Regions from separate parts of the Sus scrofa genome. Here region 2 is linked to region 1. Evidence: chromatin contacts called from public HiChIP or PLAC-seq data. All regions are on one chromosome and are shown on one strand. The core of a region is the stretch at or near the end of the contact, and the rest is flanking DNA. Distances in the headings are between cores, read along the strand shown. Region 1 overlaps CKAP2L (cytoskeleton-associated protein 2-like). Region 2 has its middle 9.2 kb from the start of SLC20A1.

The links. HiChIP or PLAC-seq counts read pairs in DNA pulled down with a chosen protein or histone mark.
Region 2: a contact with region 1 is called in an H3K27ac HiChIP or PLAC-seq map of alveolar macrophages. The contact joins two enhancer-like sites. A contact is called at or near these places in 1 of 5 promoter capture datasets (liver), 1 of 47 Hi-C or Micro-C datasets (epiblast stem cells) and 1 of 2 datasets of contacts at active chromatin or transcription factors (alveolar macrophages).

The regions. Positions count from the first base shown.
Region 1 is chr3:43,753,349-43,760,543 of Sscrofa11.1, forward strand. CKAP2L (cytoskeleton-associated protein 2-like) reads left to right here. Exons shown (of 10, transcript XM_021087020.1): 4 at 1,300-1,351; 5 at 2,491-3,734. Among named protein-coding and RNA genes, the nearest start is that of CKAP2L, 20 kb to the left of the region's middle. Within about 2 kb of position 4,188, at least 5 of the 83 cell types and tissues checked have an H3K27ac peak or open chromatin away from gene starts, as enhancers often do. A contact at or near this core is called in alveolar macrophages, where this site is marked.
Region 2 is chr3:43,866,008-43,873,449 of Sscrofa11.1, forward strand. No RefSeq gene overlaps it. Among named protein-coding and RNA genes, the nearest start is that of SLC20A1, 9.2 kb to the left of the region's middle. Within about 2 kb of position 5,459, at least 35 of the 83 cell types and tissues checked have an H3K27ac peak or open chromatin away from gene starts, as enhancers often do. A contact at or near this core is called in alveolar macrophages, where this site is marked.

The sequences.
Region 1 (7,195 bases), core at 2,938-5,437:
TTTTTTTTTTTTTGGTCTTGAATCTTTTTAAATTCTCCTCTATTTTTCTGTCCTTCTTTTCCTGTTTTCAATCTAACTGGCTAAATTTCATATGTGCCCCAGTTTTTTTTTAATTGTATTGATTTTTTCCCCTGAAAATTCACTATTTGAAGGTACTTTAAAAACAAGCAATTTTTGGAGTTCCCGTCGTGGCGCAGTGGTTAACGAATCCAACTAGGAACCATGAGGTTGCGGGTTTGGTCCCTGCCCTTGCTCAGTGGGTTAACTATCCAGCTTTGCTGTGAGCTGTGGTGTAGGTTGCAGACGCGGCTCGGCATTGCTGTGGCTCTGGCGTAGGCTGGCAGCTACAGCTCCGATTTGACCCCTAGCCTGGGAACCTCCATATGCCACGGGAGCGGCCCAAGAAATAGCAACAACAACAAAAGACAAAAAAAAAAAAAAAACAAGCAATTTTTTTAAAAAAGAAAAAAAGAAGAAGAAGAAAAAGAGCTGTTTTGTGGTATAGTGGGTTAAGGATCTGGCATTGTCACTGCAGCAGCTCAGGTCCCTGCTGTGGTGCAGGTTCAATGGCCTTCTGTGTGCTGCAGACATGACCAAAAAATAAAATTAAATAAATAAATACAAGCAAGGTTGGGTTTTTGTTTTTGTTTTTTGTTTTTTGTTTTTGCTTTTTAGGTCCACACCCTTAGCATATGGAAGTTCCCAGGCTGGGGGCTCAAATCAGAGCTGCAGCTGCCGGCCTACACCACAGCCACAGCAATGCCAGATCCGAGCCAAGTCTGCAGCCTACCCCACAGCTCACCACAATGCTGGATCCCCCACCCACTGAGCAAGGCCAGGGATTGAACCCACATCCTCATGGATTCATTTCTGCTGCACCACAATGAGAACTCCCACAAGCAAGTTTTTTAAAGAAGCAGTTAATTATTTTATTTGGCATTGTGTCTCTAATGCCTGGCACATTGCAGCATTCAGGAAATGATGTTTGAATAAGTAAGAAAAGGTTATATGAAGAAAACACATATTTCGTTAATACTGTTAGGATATTACGTTTATGCATAGGACATCTCTGAAAGGATCACAGAAAAAAATGGGTAAGTGTGGCTGTGGTCTCCGAAGAATAGAATAATAGGTTGAAGGAAGGGATCATAAAGGGACATTATTGACTATAATTTTTAAATTTTTTACTATATATGGAAATACAAATGATTTGAAATTCTAATAGTTTTTAATCACCATAATTCCCAAACCTTGCTGATCCTTCTATACTAAGAATTCTTCTTATTTCATCTTTTATAGGCCTTATCTAAGAGCCAAGAATAATTGCCCAACTCTTCCACCTTCTAAATCTGTAAGTAGAAATTAGTCTTTTTAAAAATATCCTTTGGATGATTCACAATAAGAACAATAAAAAATGTTAGTGACCTAAAGATTGTGGTCTAATTCCTTCCCTCTTCGGTAAGCAGTAATAAGCACTCATGGAGACATCAGAGGATGATGTAAATGTTGGGCTCGAGGAGTAAGCCAGCACATGGGTACCATCCATCCATCTGCCTCTCACTCCTAACCTCCCCTGTTGTACCCATAGGCAACACCACACATGGGCAGACTATCCTAGTGTGGACATCTCTTTGCCCTTAATGCCAGGTGGTCCTAGTCACAGGCTTCCTTTACACCTTCACAAAGCTTGCATAGTTGCACATACAGACTTGCTACTAAGATGTGAGATGCTTATTGAGAGCGCTTCCAAAGTAGCTCAGGCGTCCCAGCATCTAGCGCCTATCCATACCCCGATCTCCAGGACAACACAAAGTCACTTGAGTGACACTGTGACCTTTACAAAGGCAGTGTTGTTTTTTAAAAGTTAGTGTAGCAGTACAAAGTTCTAGAAGGAAGTAAACATAAGTTTATTATGTATGTATGTATCTTTCCCAAGTTGCTAGAAGGATACCTCATTGGAACATAATGGGCATTCAGCAAGTACTTTTTTGATTGAGCCAATTTTTTTTTCTTTTTTTTTCTTTTTAGGGCCGCTCCTGCGGCATATGGAGGTTCCCAGACTAGGGGTCTAATCAGAGCTGTAGCCACTTGCCTACATCACAGCCAGAGCAACGGCAGATCTGAGCTGCATCTGCTACCTACACCACAGCTCACGGCAACACCGGATCCTTAACCACTGAGCAAGGCCAGGGATTGAACCCACAACTTCATGGTTAAACTAGTCGGATTCATTTCCACTGCGCCACAACAGGAACTCCCAAATTTATTTTTTAAACAGCAATTTTTGTGTGTTCATTGCATCTCTGCTTAATTCTATCACACTAAAAGATTCCAATATATTTGATAGGAACTCAGGTTATAAAAATCATCTGTTAGACTTTATTGTCTCAGAATTCAATTTCCTTAAATTATAAATAAAAAAACTTTCTTTTAAAAATAGTGGACTATTGTTATGAATTTTCTTTTTTAAATCTTTCTTTGTCTTTTTAGACTATTAGACCCCAAAAGGATGTCACCAACCATGATGCTTTGCCTGCCAAAGCTGCAAGACCCATCAGCAGTAAACTTCAGTCCAGACCTGCCAATATCACAGAGTCCCAGAGGCCAAAGCTGGAGCCACCCAAACTTCTGGGCAAAAGGCTGACTGCAGGATGTGTTTCTTCCAACCCAACCTGTAAGCCTTCCAGGAGCAGTCAACAGCAGCATGCATTCAGATCATCTACTACTGGAGAACTGTCAAGAAAAACCGTGCAGCTGCTTAACACACAGGAATTAAAAACTACAAAGCAGCAGGTAACAGATCAAGGAATTGCTAAATATACAGACTCTGTGGACAATACCCAGGTTGAAAATGAATCCTCGGATAGCTGTCTGAAAGAGATGAACAAAGAGAACTTGCCCCAAACCTTACCAGACTCAGAGAGGAAGCCAGATCCTGAATTAAGGACTTTAAGTAAGCCAGAAGCTAATCAAAGCAAGAGAAGTTTAGTTCCTACTAAACAATCCCTGGGCAAAAGGTCAGTGAATAGTGCTGTTCTGAAAGAAAGAGCTAATAAACAATTTGTTGGAAAAACACAAATCAGGATTCCCCCAGTGACATCACAGCAACACTGTAGAAGAGCAGATCTTTCAAGACCAGAGGGGAAGACCCCAAAAACAGTTCCCTCTCACTATGTTCAGACACTTAATAGGACTCAAGCATCAAAGAAACTGATGGCTAAGGACATAAAGAATATGAAGGTTAATAGGGGTAAATACGAAAGGCCAAACGAAACTAAGTTACAGTCATGCCCCATGACTGAACAGAAGGAAAAACCTAACAAACCCAGAACATACCCCAGTGTGCTTCAAGGATGCAACAACAGACATCCAAACATTAAGCAAGATCATAAACCCACTCAAGCTTGTGTTAGACCTCGGACATCGTATGTACTGCAAAAATCAAAAACTGTAAACCAAAGGCCTAATTTGACACTTGGCAGGTTTAATTCAGTTGTTCCAAGCACCCCTAGCATAAAAGCAAATGGAACTAATGGAAATAAATACAACAACAGCTGTCAACAAAAAACATGGACTTTGGACTCCAAATCGAAAAGGGCGCTTCCCCAGAACTGCTTTCTAAACAAGACAGCTCCCAGAATTCAAGCTGGTGGCACAACTATAAATGGAAGAAGAGTCCCAAATGGGACCCAACCTAATCCAAATGTTAAGAAGACCACAGCAGAGGATAGAAGGTACTTTACTTTAATTCCAAAATTTTGCAAATTAAGATAATGAGGCAAATTGACCATCAGTAATGCTAAAGTCAGGAAATAGGCCAGAGATAATGACTCCTGAGTGATTTTTAGCTGTAACCCTGAAAAAAAGATCTGAAACAAATATAACAAATGGTAAGACTTAATAGAGCTGAATGGTACATGCGTGTGTTACAGATTATTTTCTGTATGCTTGAAATAATTTATTCTTTAAAAAGAAATTGAGACAGAATGGTTGAATAAGCAGTAGGGATTGTGGATGTAGACTACTCATTCCCCTTCAGGGACTGAAGAGCAACAGAAGAGGCAGGGAGTGAACTTACATAGCTAGGAAGTGGGAAGACAGCACTTCCTTGTCAAGCCGACTAGTGCGTAAAACCAGAAAAGTTATCCAGGAGGAAGGAACAGGAAACTGCCATGAGTCTGAGCAGGCCAACTTTTGGGAAGGAAGCTAAGGCAGAGAGGAGTAATCAGTTCACATACAGAGTTCGAAGGTTAGAAATCAGGATCACAGGCTGCTGGGATAAATAGTAACATACGTGATGCTTGAAACGGAGCCAAAGGACTTCATACACTTTCCACACAGCACCAGACCTGGTCTCATGATGTGAACCTCCCGGGAGACGCAGCTATATACTCCTGCTTGTAGTAGAAAAAGAGGCGATTCCTGGCAAGGGGGGAAAGGACCATGTAAAATCAGGTGTTAGCTAAAAGGTATAGCAGGGGGAAGTCAGTGCAAGATTTATTCTCAGACTACATTCTTGAACAAGACTGACAAGCTCTCTGTCCTCCTGAAGAGCCAGAAGATAAACAATTCAGGGTGATGTGATTGAGAGAGTGAGGCTGGGATGACTTCTTTAGATAGGAAGTCAGGGGAGGTACTTTCAGCAGTGACATCTAGTCTAGGAAAAGGACAGTGACAAGAAGGATGAGTCTTACGATGCAAAGGCCTTCAACTGATGGACGAGAAGATAAGGGTCCCTACCCTGGAGCTCGAGGTCTAGGCCAGATAAGAGACAATGAATCATAAGGCAGTTGGATTATGGTTGGGCCATGTTTGGTGACAGAAGTCTATGAAAAGGGACAGATCACTCTCAGTCCTCGAATGTTCCTTCAGCACCTCATGTGACAGACACTGGGGGATATAGTGGTCAACACACTGCCCCAGCCTGCTCTGGTGGGACGCTTTTTCATATATATACATACTCATAGAAAGTACTAGAATAATAAAGCCATGACATTCAGATCCTGGGAATAAGTTGGCTTTAGAAAAGGCACGTTCCCTCTTCATTTATGATTAGAAGAAAGTCCAAGGAGATAAGTAGAATGACAACGACAAAGGGGAAACATGCCAATGGCTCCACTTCTATCATGAAGCAGGTATTTAGAGTGAAGGTAAAGGGGAAAAAGTTGGGACTGAAATAAACACCATACACTCTGTGCTTGGGGCTCTAGGGAGAAACAAGAGGGTTAGTCGCTATTGATTTTCCAGAAGAAGCAAAACTATAAAGCCAGCGAACAGATCAGTGATTGCTGGGAGCTGGGCGCCGGTGGGAAGGTTGAGCACCAAGAAATGGGAATTTTTGAGGGTGTTATATCTCGACTGCAGTAATAGTCACATGATTTCATGCACTTGTCAAAACTCAGAGAACTGTACACCAAAAAAAGGCGAATTTTACTGTATGTTATCAAATACGTGTGTATTCCAGATGCTGTGCTAGGGACAACAAGGTGTCTGTCTTCATAGACTTCATTCCAGTGGAGAAGATAGAAAATCAACAGGTTGATTAAATATGATAGAAAATTACAGAAAATTACCTCTTCAAGGAGGTATCATTTGAGCAAGGAATTGAAGACTGATGATTCAAGGCCCTGAGACAGGAATGAGCTTGGGTCAAGTAAGTGAAAGGAGGCCAGAGCTCCAGGAGGGCAAGGGAGTGAGAGGGACAGTGATGTGATGTGAGGTTGGGGAAGTAGCAGGAGCCATATTGCCCTGCACCTCCCAGCTGAGGAGAGCATTTTGAATTTTATTCCAAGAGCCATGGGAAGTTCCTGGCAGTGACTCCGGTTTATCTTGCCATTTTCAAGATCACTCTAGCTGCTGTGCACAGATTGAATTTGAAAAGGGTTAGAGCAGAAACAAGGCAATGAGTTAGGAGGCTGCTACAGCATTTCAGGCAAAAGATGATAGTGATCTGGACTTGAGTGTGGTAGTGGAGACGGAGGCAATGCTGACTGTACAATGGTGTGTCCTATGTAGGGGAAGAAAGGGCTGCTCAAGACAATTTCTAGTGTCAGGCCCTAGCAGCTGGGTAGATTGGTGTAGTATTTGCCAATGTAAGGGAAAGCTATTTGGGAAAAGACTTGGAGATGAAAATCAAGAGCCTTGTTTTGGACAATATTAAATTTGAAATGCCTTCCAGACATCAAATAAAAGATATCAGCTAGGCAGTGGGTTTTATAAGTTGGGAGCACTAGAGGCAGATCAGGGCTGAAATGTACATCTGTGAGTCCTAAACAAATTGTAATTTTAAAAAGCTAAGAAAAAATAAAAGGAGTTCCCATTATGGCTTAGTGGGTTAAGAACCTAACTAGTATCCATGAGGATGCGGGTTCAATCCCTGGCCTCACTCAGTGGGTTAGGAATCCGGTGTTGCCATGAGTTGTGTAGTTTGCAGATGTGGCTTGGCTCTGGTGTTACCGCAGCTCTGATTCAACCCCAAACCTGAGAATTTCCATATGCAGCCCTAAAGCTTAAGGAGCCTCCATTTGAACACTTGTGTCCTCATGTCTTGGTGCCTCTCTCAACCGTTGGCTGTTGATAGCTCAAAAACAAGAGTGAAGAGTATGAACCATGTGGGGAGAGCAAGGACTAGGACTTGGTACCATCAGAGACTAGATACTTAAGGAAAGAGCCCTAAAATTATTACTCCTGCCAGGGGAAGAGGGGGTCATGTGTGGTCAGAAAGAGGGCTAAGAAACTGGGCGAAGTGGGTCACTTTGAGTGGCCAAAACCCTACTGAGGGCAGAATAGTACAGGTTTTTTGGGGGGTTTTTGTTTTGTTTTGTGTCTTTTCCAGGGACACACCTGTGGCATATGGAGGTTCCCAGGCTAGGGGTCGAATCGGAGCTGTAGCTGCTGGCCTACACCACAGCCACAGCAACTCGGGATCCGAGCTGCATCTGCAACCTACACCACAGCTCGCGGAAACACCAGATTCTTAACCCACTGAGCAAGGCCAGGGATCAAACCCACAACCTCATGGTTCCTAGTCGGATTCGTTAACTGCTGAGCCACAACGGGAACTCCACAGAATAATACAGGTTTAATTGGTCTAGCTGAGTGGCAGTTGGAAAGCTTACAGTAAGAAAGGGAGTGCTGAGTTAGTGACCGCAGAGATGGAGGGGTGTCTTAGGAAAGCTATTGTCAGAGGTTGCAT
Region 2 (7,442 bases), core at 4,209-6,708, 110 kb after region 1:
GACCAGTCTACACTGTCACAAAGCACCAGCTCCTTCTTACGCCTTGACTCTCACACTAAACACTGGCCAGGAATACACAACAGCCAAGGAGGCAAACAACTTTCACCCCCGCCAGACCTCCTGCTCCTATACCAGCCCGCACAGCTCATCCGTCCAGTTCACACTCATTCGGTCACTCTTCTCTCAGCGAAGATTTCCAGACCACAGAAGACCCACCATCCACCCAACACCACACTGCCCCAGCCAACCTGGGCCCCTCACTCATCAGATCCCCTCAACAAGAAAAAGCTCTCCAAGAAGATGACCTCCAACCCACGCACCTCCTTCCAGGGCTCGATGGGGAAAGTTGGACAAAAAGCTGTCTGTTGGGGAGCGAGCGACCAGAGCCTGAGCCTGCACCATCACCACCCAAATTCAGAAATTCAGGTGATGGGGGCTCAGAGGGGCTTCAGCCCTTGAGAACAATGGCCTCACGGGAGACTGAGACTCTGAACAAGACTCGCTTTCTTCACTTTCGGTGGGGAAGTCCATTTTCAGTACCAGGGACCCTCTTGCCCTCTGCCTAGGGCTTTGCTGCCCCCAGGGTGGTCCCCAGACCAATAACAAGGGCGCTAGCAGAATCTCAGGCTCACCCAGGCTTGCAGGAGCAGAATCTGCATTTTGACAAGGTCCTCATGGGATTCATGGGGACCTTACAGTTTGATAAGCAGTTAAAAGAAGAAAGATTTTTGGAAAGTTGAGAAACTTGAGCACATTAATACATTCTTTCCCAGTTGCATGTTGAAAAACCAGCACCATTTTCTTTCTTTCTTTTTTTTTTTTTTTTTTTTGTCTTTTTGCTATTTCTTGGGCCACTCCCGAGGCATATGGAGGTTCCCAGGCTAGGGGTCTAAACGGAGCTGTAGCTGCCACCCTACACCAGAGCCACAGCAACGTGGGATCCGAGCCGCGTCTGCAACCTACACCACAGCTCACGGCAACGCCGGATCGAAAACCCCCTGAGCAAGGGCAGGGACCGAATCCGCTACCTCATGGTTCCTGGTCAGATTCGTTAACCACTATGCCACAACGGGAACGCCACCATTTTCTATTTTAAATCTCATTTTCCTGAACAAGCACTCTGACTATTTTAGCCAAGGAGCAGTTCAGCACACAGACTCCGGGTTCAGACTATCTAAAGTTATAAGCCTGCTCTGCCATATCCCTACTATGACCTTGAGCAAATTACTTCACTTCTCTGCCTCACTCTCCTCTGTAAAGTGAAGATAATAGGGTTGTTATAAAGGTTGAGTAAGTAAAGTGCTTAGCACCATACCTGGCATTTAACAAGCATGCAATACACTTAGATCCTAATTGGATTTGGGTGCCCCCCAATTTTCTGTACCCGACACTTACCATCTGTTAGTATGAAATGCTTCTGGAGTTCTCCCTGGTCTCCTCTCTTATGCACAGATTCTTCCCCATTTCATTTTCTAAAAGTGGCTTTATTCCTGGGGGCAACTTACTGTTACCCCCACATACATTCATCTGGGGACTGTCCACTTAGTTTACTCCATACCTGCCATCTGCAGGGAATTGAACTTTTTCGCTGGGACCTTGGATGATGCCTCTGAGGACTTATAAAAACTTAAATATATGTTTAGGGCTCTTACCATCTTGGTTCCAGATACCTTCAAAAGCATTGCTTCAGGAGTTCCTATTGTGGCGCAAGGGAAACGAACCCAACTAGCATCCGCAAGGACGCAGGTTCAACACCTGGCCTCACTCAGTGGGTTAAGGATCTGGTGCTGCAGTGAGCTGAGGTGTATGTTTCAGATGTGGCTCAAATCCTGTGTTGCTGTGGCTGTGGTGTAGGCTGGCGGCAACAGCTCCAATTCAACCCCTGGCCTGGGAACCTCCATATGCCTCGGGTGCGGCCCTAAATAAATAAATAAATATTAAAGAAGCATTGCTTCATTTCACCTTCATGACTGTGTGATGTAGGCAGGACACGTATTACTGCCCTACCATAGAGGGAAATGAGAATCACATGGTCACAAAGTAAGTGGGAGAGCTGGCCCTGGAATGCTGGCACAGGGCCCCAGCAGGCACTGGATGAATGAAGGACTCCAAGCCCAGTGCTCTTCCCTCCACCCTGGTTTGCCTTCTAGTAAACCAGAGGAGAAACTTTGAGGACTGCAGCTTTCAGGCCAGAAAAGGAAAAAAGGGCAAAAGGAGAGAGTGTTTCATTTTCTAGGATGAGCTCAACTGCAAATACTCTGTTCCATTGTCTTCATAAGGATTCATATTTATCGGATTTGCATTCTGACTATTTAGTTCACAAAATGTGGTCACTGAAACAGACTAAAATGTTTTCATATTAAAACAATAGCATACAGAATTCCCATTCTGGCTTAGCAACTTAGGAACCCGACTAGGAACCATGAGGTTGCGGGTTTGATCCCTGGCCTCACTTAGTGAGTTAAGGATCCAGCATTGCCATGAGCCATGGTGTAGGTCACAGACACGGCTTGGATCTGGCGTTGCTGTGGCTGTGGTGTAGGCAGACACCTGCAGCTCTTCAGTCCCTAGGCTGGGAACTTCCATGTGCCATGGATGTGACCCCAAAAAGAAAACAAACAAACAAACAAAAAACAACAGCTTACAGAAGAGCTGCAAATTAAAAGTGCCCCTGCTTAGAACCCCAATTTTGTAATCTAACCCCCCCAAATAACCACTATTAACATTTCTTTGTGAACTTATCACATCATTTAATGTAATTTAATAGGTACAGCTTTTTTGTATGCCAATCATACGTCAACAAAGTGGGTTTTTAAAAAAACAGTCCTTGGGAAGTTCCGACCACAGTGCAGCGGAAGCAAATCCAACTAGGAACCATGAGGTTTTGGGTTTGATCCCTGGCCTCGCTCAGTGGGTTAAGGATCTGGTGCTACCATGAGCTGTGGTGTAGGTTGCAGATGAGGCTCGGATCTGATGTTGCTGTGGCTGTGGTGTAGGCCAGCAGCTGTAGCTCTGATTCAACCCCTAGCCTGGGAATCTCCATATGCCACGAATGCAGCCCCAAAAAAAAAAAGATTCTTGGGAGTTCCCATGTGGCTCAGGCGGTTAAGACCATCCAGTGCTGTCACTGCAGTGGGTCGGGTTGCATCTACAGTGTGGGTTCAATTTCTGGCCCCCAGAACTTCTGCATGCCTTAGGCATGACACCCACAAATTGTTTTAAATTGTAATAATAAAAAATGAAAAACAGGAGTTCCTGTGGTGGCTCAGTGGTAATGAACCTGACTAGGATCCATGAGGATGCAGGTTCAATCCCTGACCTCTCTCAATGGGTTAAGGATCTGGCATTGCTGTGAGCTGTGGTGTGTATAAGTCGCAGACTTGGCTTGGATCTGATATGGCTATGGCTATGGCTACAGCTCCAATTCAGCCCCTACCCTGGGAACCTCTGTATGCTACCAGTGTGGCCCTTTTATTAAAAAGACAAAAAAGAAGAAAAAGAAAAACAGGTCTTTATGATACACACACATATTACATATTACATATTACATATTTTTCTGTAATATAAAATATAGGAGTTCCCACTGTGGTACAGTGGGTTAAGGATCCAGCATTGTCTGTGGAGGCTTGGGTTGCTGTTGGGGTGCCAGTTTCATCCACAGCCCGGCATAGTGGGTTAAGGATCCAGTGTTGCTGCTGCTGTGGTGTAGATGGCAGTGGCAGCTTGGATTCAGTCCCTGGCCCAGGAACTTCTGTATGCCATGGGTACAACCATAAATTAATAAATAAATACGTTTTTTTCCTTTTTTGATCAAATGATATCCTACGATGCACAGTTATACAACTTGTTCTTTTCACTTAACATTGTCTTAGATACCTTTGCATGTCATTGGTTTTATTTGTTTGTTTTGTTTTTCCTTTTTTTTAGGACCGCACCTGCATAATATGGAAATTCCCAGGCTAGGGGTCGAATCAGAGCTGCAGCTGCCGGCCTACACAAGAGCCATAGCAACGCCAGATCCAAGCCTTGTCTGCGACCTACATCTCAACTCATGTCAACACCGGATTCTTAACCCACTGAGAGGGGCCAGGGATCAAACCTGCATCCTCCTGGATACCAGTCAGGTTTGCTACTGCTGAACCACAATGGGAACTCCTGCATGTCATTGTGCATAGAGCTCTCTGATTCAATCCTTTTTTAGGCCCCACCTTCAGCATATGGAGGTTCCCAGTCTAGGAGTCGAATCAAGTTGCAGCTGCCAGCTTCCACCACAGCCACAGCAACACTGGATCTGAGCTACATCTGAGACCTACACTGCAGCTTGCAACAACACCAGATCCTTAACCCACTGAGTAAGGCCAAGGATCACATCCGCATCCTCATAGACACTATGTCGGGTCCACTGAGCCACAATGGGAACTCCTCTGGTTTTTCTCTTTTCAAATCTGCAGAAGAGCCCATCGTAAGAGGTGTGTGTGTGTGTGTGTGTGTGTGTGTGTGTGTGTGTGTGTGTCCCATGTACATGTGTTCCCTAGCATGAATGGAGTAGCTAGGTCATAGGCCATGTGACTGTTCTCATCTATGTGATATTGCCAAACTGTACCAGTTAGACACCCACCTATAAGCCTATAAGAGAAAATGCCAGTCTCAAGGCTTGGGATGTTTCCAGTCACGTATGGTCAGTGGCCTAAAGGCTCACCTACATCTCCTTCATCAATATCATCTTTACCATCTCTTAACTTTCGGTCGGAATGAGATCTTTTGACCCTTATCCCCAGCAATAGGCTTTTCTCCCTGTTCCCCTTCTTTTTCCAGGTCTTATCATTCCTGCACAAAGCTGTCTCTCCCAATCTAGACCAAGTCCTCTCTCCATCTACCCGTCATCCATTCCCACCCTGCACACTCCAGAACACTCTCCAGAACGGCCTCCCCAGCCCAGCTGTGCACACGAACCTCCTTCTGCTGAGGGCGTATGTTTGCTTTTCCAGTGAGGTCATGCTCACCATCACCTCCTGGCTTGTTGATATAACTACCTCCGCAGGGTCTGCTGGCCTGGTGCTCGTTATGGGCTCAGCGTGGGTAACCAGACCCTGGAGAGACACAGACTCTGCCACAGAGAACCTTCCATCTGTAGTTACTCTTGGGCTGGCTGAGAACTTGCTGCCAAGAACTCTGATGATTAACCCAGGCCTCGCCCTCCCTCTCCCTTTCACGCGGTTACCCACTTGTACTTCCTGTCTGCCTGTGCCTGGGGCGGCCAAAACTGAGGGCTTTTCACTGGTGTTTCCAAGCCTCTGGACAATACCTAGCCACCAGTTATGATGGTGGCCTCGGATGGCGCAGAGGGGAGCCAGGACAACAGGGAAAAGAAATGAACGCTGGTGTTCTAGGACCCAATCCTGAGCTAAGAACGCTTGCCTTTCCCGGAGAATGAGTCATCTAGCCACCTGACTTCCCTCTGCTACCCCCGCCCCCACCATGGGCAATGGGGGGCCCAGGATGGGGCCCAGGATAAGGATGAAGCTGTTGTGAAATACAAGATTAGCATCCCCACCCACTCCTCTGGCTCCTTGTTTCACCTTATCCTCTCTCCTTAGCAGCTTCAGTACTTCTCTCCCTGCTGTCTCCTTTCCTTCTGCCTTTAAACTTCCACAAGTTTCCTTTTCTTTTTTTTTTTTTTTCAGGGCTGCACCCACAGCATATGGAGTTTCCCATGCGAGGGGTAAAATTGGAGCCACAGCCACAGCAACTTGGGATCTGAGCTGTGTCTGTGACCTACACTGAGACCTACATCGCAGCTCACAGTGGCAGTGCCAGATCCTTAACTCAGCAAGACCAGGGATCAAACCCACGTTCTCGTGGACACTAGTCAGGTTCTTAATCTGCTGAGCCACAACGGGAACTCCTCCCTTTGTTCTTACAGTCACTGAAACCAAGCAGGGCCTTTCAGGGGCCCTCCAGGACCCCCATTTGTTTGTAGAAAAACGCTTTGGTCTCCTAGGCTTCCAGGGAGCAGGAAGGAGCCCTTACACAGCTGGGAAGTGAGGGAATGCAGAAAGAAAGGGGAAGCAGTTAAAGGAGAAAAGTAATGATAATAGTTCAGCGGTAAAGCGGAGTCCTGGTTCCTCCTCAGGAGATACACATAACAATCTGACACTATCTTAGCGTTTTCTCAGGAACTCAGACCCCCCGCCACCCACGTGGAGGGCGGTGACTGCTGAACTCCCGCCTGTAGACTGAGACCAGCTGAAACCAGAAGGCTGATGACTAAGATTCCCGAAACATCACCTCACCACCAACCAATCAGAAGAAAGTTATGCCCCCTGCAGCCCTCCTCCCAAATGCTGTCTTTAAAAATACTTCCCTCTCCTGGCCCAGGCACAACTCCTACATGCCCAGGTGTGGCCAAAAAAATAATCCTTCCCTGAAATCCATTGGGGCGGGGCAGGGGGTGTGTTCAGGTCTTTTGAGCCCAGCCCCCAGTGCTCCTTCCTTGGTGCCCTACAAATGAATGTGGTACCTTCCTTCATCACAGGCCAGTGTCGGTAAATCAGCTTTGCTGCATAGGGGCGAGTCAAGATAATGTAGATAATAACTTCTACCTACTGTAGGCACTTTGAGATAATGGTCTATACCCTTTACCTTTCTCTCCACCCATGCTATCTCCTTGACCCTGAAATATGTGGGCATCTCTTCCACTCCCGCCGAAAATCTCTGCTCCAAACCCCTGCCTTCCTTCCCTCTACAGAATCCTCCGCAGCTGATGATGTCAATGGACCTCTTTCTTCGTGTACTGTCCCTACTCTGATTCCATGTCTGTCTTCTTCCCTTGTTTCTCCTTTCCTATCCGCAATCCCCGCCCCCCTTCTCTTTCCCTCTCCCTCAGGACTCTCAGTCTAATCCACTGCTGCCCTAAATCACCACTTTCATCTTTGGGTCTGTAGTTCTTAATGCCAGCTGCCTATCTTCCTTCAAATGTAGCACATTTCAACCAGAATTTCTCAGCTTCTCCCCTCAACCCCCAGCAGCTGCTGTCTCACAACTTCCCCATTTCTGGGACTAGGGCTTTGTCTCAGATACTCTGAAGTTTCAAGCCTAATGTCCTTGGATCCTTCAGCTTCCACACTGCCCAGTCTTTACATCCTTCAAACTTTCTCCTGAATTGGTACCTCCTTCTAGCTCCCACCCTTCCTGGATTGTTCTGTGCCTTCATCATTACTCCTTTATGCAAACACCTGAGAGGTGCCCCCTGCTGCGTGTGGAATGAAGCCCAGCCCTGAGAGAAACTTCTCCCTGCTGTCCCCTCCCGTCCTGCCCCATCATGGAACATTCCTCCCTGGTCTCTGTCCCCACATTCCTCTTTCAGCAAGGCTTAGACCACCTCACCTCTGCACATTCTTCTATCATGACCTCCATGGGAGATCTCGCATCTAAACTCCAAA